Linked DNA regions of Sus scrofa: region 2 is linked to region 1. A link is a contact called in public HiChIP or PLAC-seq data. All regions are on one chromosome and are shown on one strand. The core of a region is the stretch at or near the end of the contact, and the rest is flanking DNA. Distances in the headings are between cores, read along the strand shown.

Region 1 (2,911 bases), core at 244-2,743:
TGTTTTCTCCGGAAACTCTAATTTTGTGTTAAGTAGATTTTCTTTTCTCCAGTCCAATAAAGAAATGGAAAAGAAAATGCCTTGTGCAGAAAAGGCTGTGTCATATGTACAGGACTCCATGGTTTTGTATTTTTCCTTGTGGGGAGTCTAGAACAGAACCCTTGCCCCACCCCCAACCTCCAGCCTTTTCATTACCATTGGAGGTAAAACAAAACAAAACCACAAAATCAAAGAACATAAAACAGGTGGCAGCAAAACCCCAAACTAGTCAACAAATGATTATACCTGGGTCTTATCTTTTGTTTTTGCAAGCCTAAGTGGCTCTACTGGATACTGTAGTAAAGAATAAAAACCTTCTATGCAATCTTTCAATCACATTTGGTAATTTGTATCAGGAATATTATATTACAGAAAAGATTCTACAAATAAAGACACTAAAATCTATAATAATAAGATATCAGCTCACCTGAGGCAAAACTGCCAGTGCAACCCAAGTTGGACATACAATTCCACTGGCAACTCAAAATCTGCTTCAATTTCACAGAATGCTTGAAAGATAAAAGAGGGTTTGGAGTTCCCACTGTGGTGCAGGGGAAACAAATCCGACTAGTAACCACGAGGTTGTGGGTTCCATCCCTGGCCTTGCTCAGTGGGTTAAGGATCTGGCATTGCTGTGAGCTGTGGTGTAGGTTGCAGATGCCCCTGGATCCTGTGTTGCTGTGGCTGTGCCCTAGGCTGGCTACAGCTCTGATTAGACCCCTAGTCTGGGAATCTCCATATGCTGCGGGTGCGGCCCTAAAAAGCAAAAAACAAACAAAAAACCAAACCAAACCAACCAACCAAAAAAAACCCCCAGGGTTTGATTTGTAGCTTTAGGTTAAGTTCATAACAAATACGATGGGTTTATCACACTTTGGGGTTTTTACTAATTCATGTTGAAATCTGGCTGAGACAGCAGGGAAGGAGGCTTCCTAAAGAAAGTCTTTTGTGTATGGGAGGAAATTCCTTCCAAAGTTGGACTGTGCAATTCCATTCTACTGTGCTGTGGATGTCGGTTTTTGTTTGTGTGTGTGTGTGTGTGTGTGTGTGTTACTGTTGTTTGTTTTTGTTTTAAAGTACAGATGTCCTAGGCTTTAAGCAAATTTTTTTGTGCTTTGGCTCCCTAGCTTACAAGTGGTGGTGGTGGGGAACTCAAAACTATGCCTGATGCTGAAGCCCTTGCTCTGGTACTCTATGTAAAGTAGAGAGGATTTCTGGGAGGCCTACCATCAACCCTACCCAGTGTATTCCCCTTGTGTCTCCTCTTAGCTTCCACTTGCATTAACTCGCTTCTGGTTCCCAGCTGGAGAGCACAGATTGCACCTGCTCCGAAGGCCAGCGGGGGCCCTGCCTCACCCCAGCCTCGGTTGCTCGTGCACGGACACAGGGACCCACCAGGGGTCACTGCAGCCTCAGAGCTATTGTGCCCGTCCGTGCTGGACACAGCCGGTCGCGCGGAAGGCGTGGGACTGCGAGCACCGAACGCCAGGGTCCGAGTAGAGCTGCGCCCTGCCTTCCAGCAAACCTCTGGGTCTACTCAGGAAACCGACACTGTGAGGTGGCCAGGGTCCCAGACGGCGAGATGGCTCGGCCCCGGCGCCACGCGGGTTTTCATGCGGACCTTCAGCACCTCGCTATTTGACCACCTCCGCTCCGCCCTCCATCCCCAGCCGAGACCCCGCCCAGAAGGGACGACCCCTTCCCGGCCACTGGGTCCCCGCTTCGCTCCGGGACCTTTTGCGGACGCCCGGGCCCGGTCCAGCTGCACCTGGGCTGCTCCCGCCCCGGGCGCCACCCCTAGCACCGCCTAGAGAACTTTCCCGGGAGCCGCCGCGGCCTGGCGCGCCCAGGGCACACCCCACCAGCCCGCCGGCCGCGTTCCCAGCCGGGGCGCCCGCCCCTTCGCCCTCAAGTCCCCCGACTGCCAGCTTCTCTGAATCTCTCGCAGAAGCAGCACTCTGCCGCCGGGGCAAGGGGTTCTCGGAGGGAAAGCTTCAACTTGGCCACACACAGAAACCCGTGATGAACTCGGGGATCCTCAGACGGGATCCGCGCCCCGCGACGAGCTGACCTCTGCTCCGCGGGTCGTGGTAAGGAGACTGATGTCCTTTCCGACCCTTTTCTGGCTTCCCGGTGCCCGTGGGCTGGGGGCGGGGTGGAGGTAGCTGATTGAGAGGCGACCCTCGCCACTGCCCCTGCAGTGGGGCCGGAACGTCGTGGGTACCCCTTAACACAAAGGAACAGCCCAGTGTTCCCCAGTCGGCGGACCAGACTGACGGCTGCGGTGTGGGGTGGGAGCTGGAAGTGCGCGCCCGCTGGGGACCCTCGCGGCGGAGGAGAGGCCTTTGCGTTTGAGGCAGCGCATCGGCCGGGCGTGGGTGGCGGGGGCTGCAAAGCTTCTAGAGGCTTCCAAGCCCGAGGAGGGCCTGGAGCTTTCGTCCCTCCCTTTTCTTGCCTCTTGTCCCCTTTGACAGGCGACTTTTGTCGTCCCCAGGGTTGCGGGAGGGGCCGCGGTGCCCCCGCCTTCGGAGGAGCCCGAGCCTCAGGATGCGCGGGGACGCGCCGCCGCCCTCCGCGCCCAGTTCCGCCGGCGCTGCCCGGGCGGCTCCCGGGCGCTGACTCTCCCGGGCTTCTCCGTGCTCCTTACCTCCTGCTAGCGCCCGGCCGCGGGTCTTCGCCGCCCTGGACCCCGCCGGCAACCGGTCCTCTCGTCCTCGCCGCGGCGCGGACAATAAATTAATGCCTCGCCTCTGAGGGGAGGGGGCGGCTCGCGCTGGGTCGCAGCTTTCTCACCCGGCCGAGGCCGGCCACAGCCGACATGGGCTGTTTCTGCGCTGTTCCGGAAGAATTTTACTGCGAAGTTTTGCTTCTG
Region 2 (2,911 bases), core at 222-2,721, 270 kb after region 1:
ACTTCTGGACTTTAAATGTCAACATAAAACATGGCTGATTATCTGGAGAGTGGTTTTCTAAAATTTAGCTACTACGCATGTATCTTAGGATTTTATGATGAATAAGCTGGGAAGAGGCCATCCCATCTGCAGTAAACAACTGCTTACAGATATAGCAGTACTAATACTGCCAAACAAATAATGAACAATTATTAACTAATACCTACTAGAGAAGGCACCCCAACCTAGAAAGTTTCTCATTCTGAAGTATCAACTTACCTTAGGTCATCTTTCTGCTTCCTCATAGTCATGGATTAAGCTAGCGAGTCTATGCTTCAAGCGTCCATCTTTCAGCTGAACAAAAATTAAAACCGGTTAAGAGAAACACCTAACACTGGCAGAATCAAAATCACTTATGCAAGTAACATGAGCTAACTGTTACTTAAGCAGCTCCTACACCGAAGATATCAAATACAAAGGCAGTAAAAGGCTGCAAAAGTGTTTGATTTTTGCCTTTTTTGACACCACATTCACTAGTTGCCAAAAGTGAATGGGCAACACAAAGGCTGCAAGAAAACCGCGGAAGCAATGCTGTGTGGCCCAAAGTTCCAGACCCCAAAGCAACTGCGATGATTTGTTCTGTTGATTAGAGCTGAGGGGAACTAATCGCAGCTCCACATTCTCCTTTACGACTCAGAAACAAAAGCCTAAGTCTTTTAATATCGTCAAACTTCGAAGCAACTCACCTCCAAAGCTGGTGACACTAATTTCCGCATCTTAAAATCCAAGTTCTGCATCCTGAAAGTTATGAAGATCTAAACCTTAAACGGCACTTCCGCGCTGACCCGATTTCACACTGGCAGGCAGACATAGGTGCAGTTACACGGCGTGGCCTTTTCCTTTCAGAGCCAAGAAATCTCCGCTTCCATTAAAATTTCTTTGACATACAGTCTATGAAACTCAAACGCCCCCCAAGCCATCGCTCCAGCTCCTGGCGAGAGAGCCCTGGCAGGGGGCCACTTCGGGGCCTCCTGAGGTCCCATCGACAACGTGGCGGGAGCTAGAACTGGCCGCTGCCCTCCACGCATTTAGGGCCGGGGACTCTCGGCCCTGGAACTGCTGCGGCGCGGGCCTCACCAGACTCAAGGCGGCCGCGCGCTCCTGCCCGGGGCCCCGGCGGTCAGAGGCCATGTGGCCACGCGTCCGAAGGCTGCAGCCATCCTCGAAACTCCCGGACAGAACATCCGGACGCAACGCCGAAGGTGGAAAGGCTGCGCACTCTTCCCACAATGCTTTTCTATGACTGGAAGGACCCACTGCGCGAGGGGGGGAGAATGGACTGTACCATCGACCGCCGCGCCCCCGCGAGACGCCACCATGTGGCTGGAGGGCGAAGTGCATAGTGATTGGCTGAGGGGCGGGGCTCCATGAGAAAGCTTTGTGAGAAAGGCGTGTTTGCGCGCTGAACTCCCGACTCCCGAGGCATCGTGCAACTAGTTTTTCCGGCGCCGAAGGAGCTTTTATCAAGCGTGACTTTCTACCCACCCTTCTTCGCAGTGTTACGGGCACACGGTCACCGCTGAGCTGCGGGTGTAGCCCGAAGGACTTGAGACCTCGTGTTCTGAGGGAGGACAGAGCTCACCGTCTCCAGCTGAGGAAGAGTAAGGTCATTAATTTCAGAAATATTTATTGAGTACTTAGTATGCTTCATGCTCTTTTCTAAATGCCTGGCAGTCAGGTGTGAATGAGACAGACTAGTTGCGTGAGAAAGACACAAAACAGGTAACATGGACACTGTTAAGTCCAGATAGTGTAAGTACCAAAAAAGAAACAAAAGGGGGTAAAATGTGATAGAGACGCGCTGTTTGGTAGGAATCTAGTGCAAACAAGGAATATTATTTTATATATTTATTTTATTTGTTTTTCTAGGGCCGCACCCGCTGCATATGGAGGTTCCCAGGCTAGGGGTAGGGGTTGAATCAGAGCTGTAGCTGCTGGCCTTCACCATGGCCACAGTAGCTTGGGATTCAAGCCGCATCGGTGACCTACACCATAGCTCATGGCAATGCCGGATCCTTAACCCACTTTGTGAGGCCAGGGATGGAACTGTGTCCTCATGGATACTGGTCGGGTTCCTTAACCGCTGAGCCACAATGGGAACTCCATGAATGTTATTTTAAATGTTGGAAAAGCCGCAAAAAAAGGTAAAAGGAACCAGCTAAATTAATCTTAACAGTAATTCACCATGTGCTCAATATTGTCATTGCAACCTGTAATCAATATAAAATCATTGATGATGTATTTGCATTTTTTTATTCGTACTAAGTCTTCAAAGTCCAGTATATATCTTATATTACCAGTACATTTGAGTTCAGACTAGTCCCATTTCAGGTGCTCAGAAGCAGGCCTTGGCCAGTGTCGCTGGAGCAGTGGCAGGAGGGCAGGGTGGCTTGAGATGCAGTGTAGGTGACAGGCAGGAGCAAATCCTGTCAGGCTTTGTACCTGTGGTAAGGAGTTGGGATTTTATGCTGAAATTTTAGAAGCGATCAGTACCAGAAAGAAAGTTGAGGTGGTTAATTGGCTTTATGCTGATAACCATTCCTCATTGAAAGGATAGAGGCTGCAGTCATTTGGGCTGACTGGTAGCACCTGGGGCTCCCTGCACCTGTAAGTCCTAGTAGAGACTTATTCAGGGACCACCTCCCAGGACCTTTCTTTGTTTCTTTGAAGCAAAAAGAAACAGAAAAGAAAGAAAAAGAGGGAGGGAGGAAAGAAAAAAAAAAAAAAAAAAAAAAAGGAGAGAGAGGAAGGAAAGGAAGGAAGGACGAAGAAAACATAAAATGCAAGCCCATAGCCCAGTGGTCGTCACACCAGGATTAGCCTGAATGATAACATCAATGTTGGGACAGTAGGGACAGTGACCATCCAGAAG

The links. HiChIP or PLAC-seq counts read pairs in DNA pulled down with a chosen protein or histone mark.
Region 2: a contact with region 1 is called in an H3K27ac HiChIP or PLAC-seq map of skeletal muscle. The contact joins the promoter of NREP here to the promoter of EPB41L4A in region 1. A contact is called at or near these places in 1 of 5 promoter capture datasets (fetal liver), 9 of 47 Hi-C or Micro-C datasets (embryonic fibroblasts, epiblast stem cells, fetal skeletal muscle and 4 more) and 1 of 2 datasets of contacts at active chromatin or transcription factors (skeletal muscle).

The regions. Positions count from the first base shown.
Region 1 is chr2:117,233,694-117,236,604 of Sscrofa11.1, forward strand. EPB41L4A (a long non-coding RNA gene) reads left to right here and starts at 1,494. Exons shown (of 23, transcript XR_002342070.1): 1 at 1,494-2,129; 2 at 2,534-2,911. LOC106509522 (a long non-coding RNA gene) reads right to left here and starts at 2,800. Exons shown (of 6, transcript XR_002342073.1): 1 at 2,687-2,800.
Region 2 is chr2:117,504,380-117,507,290 of Sscrofa11.1, forward strand. It overlaps NREP (neuronal regeneration-related protein), which reads left to right and starts at 1,472. Exons shown (of 7, transcript XM_021084633.1): 1 at 1,472-1,640. LOC100518827 reads right to left here. Exons shown (of 4, transcript XM_013995035.2): 2 at 726-1,600; 3 at 259-333. The coding sequence ends at 940.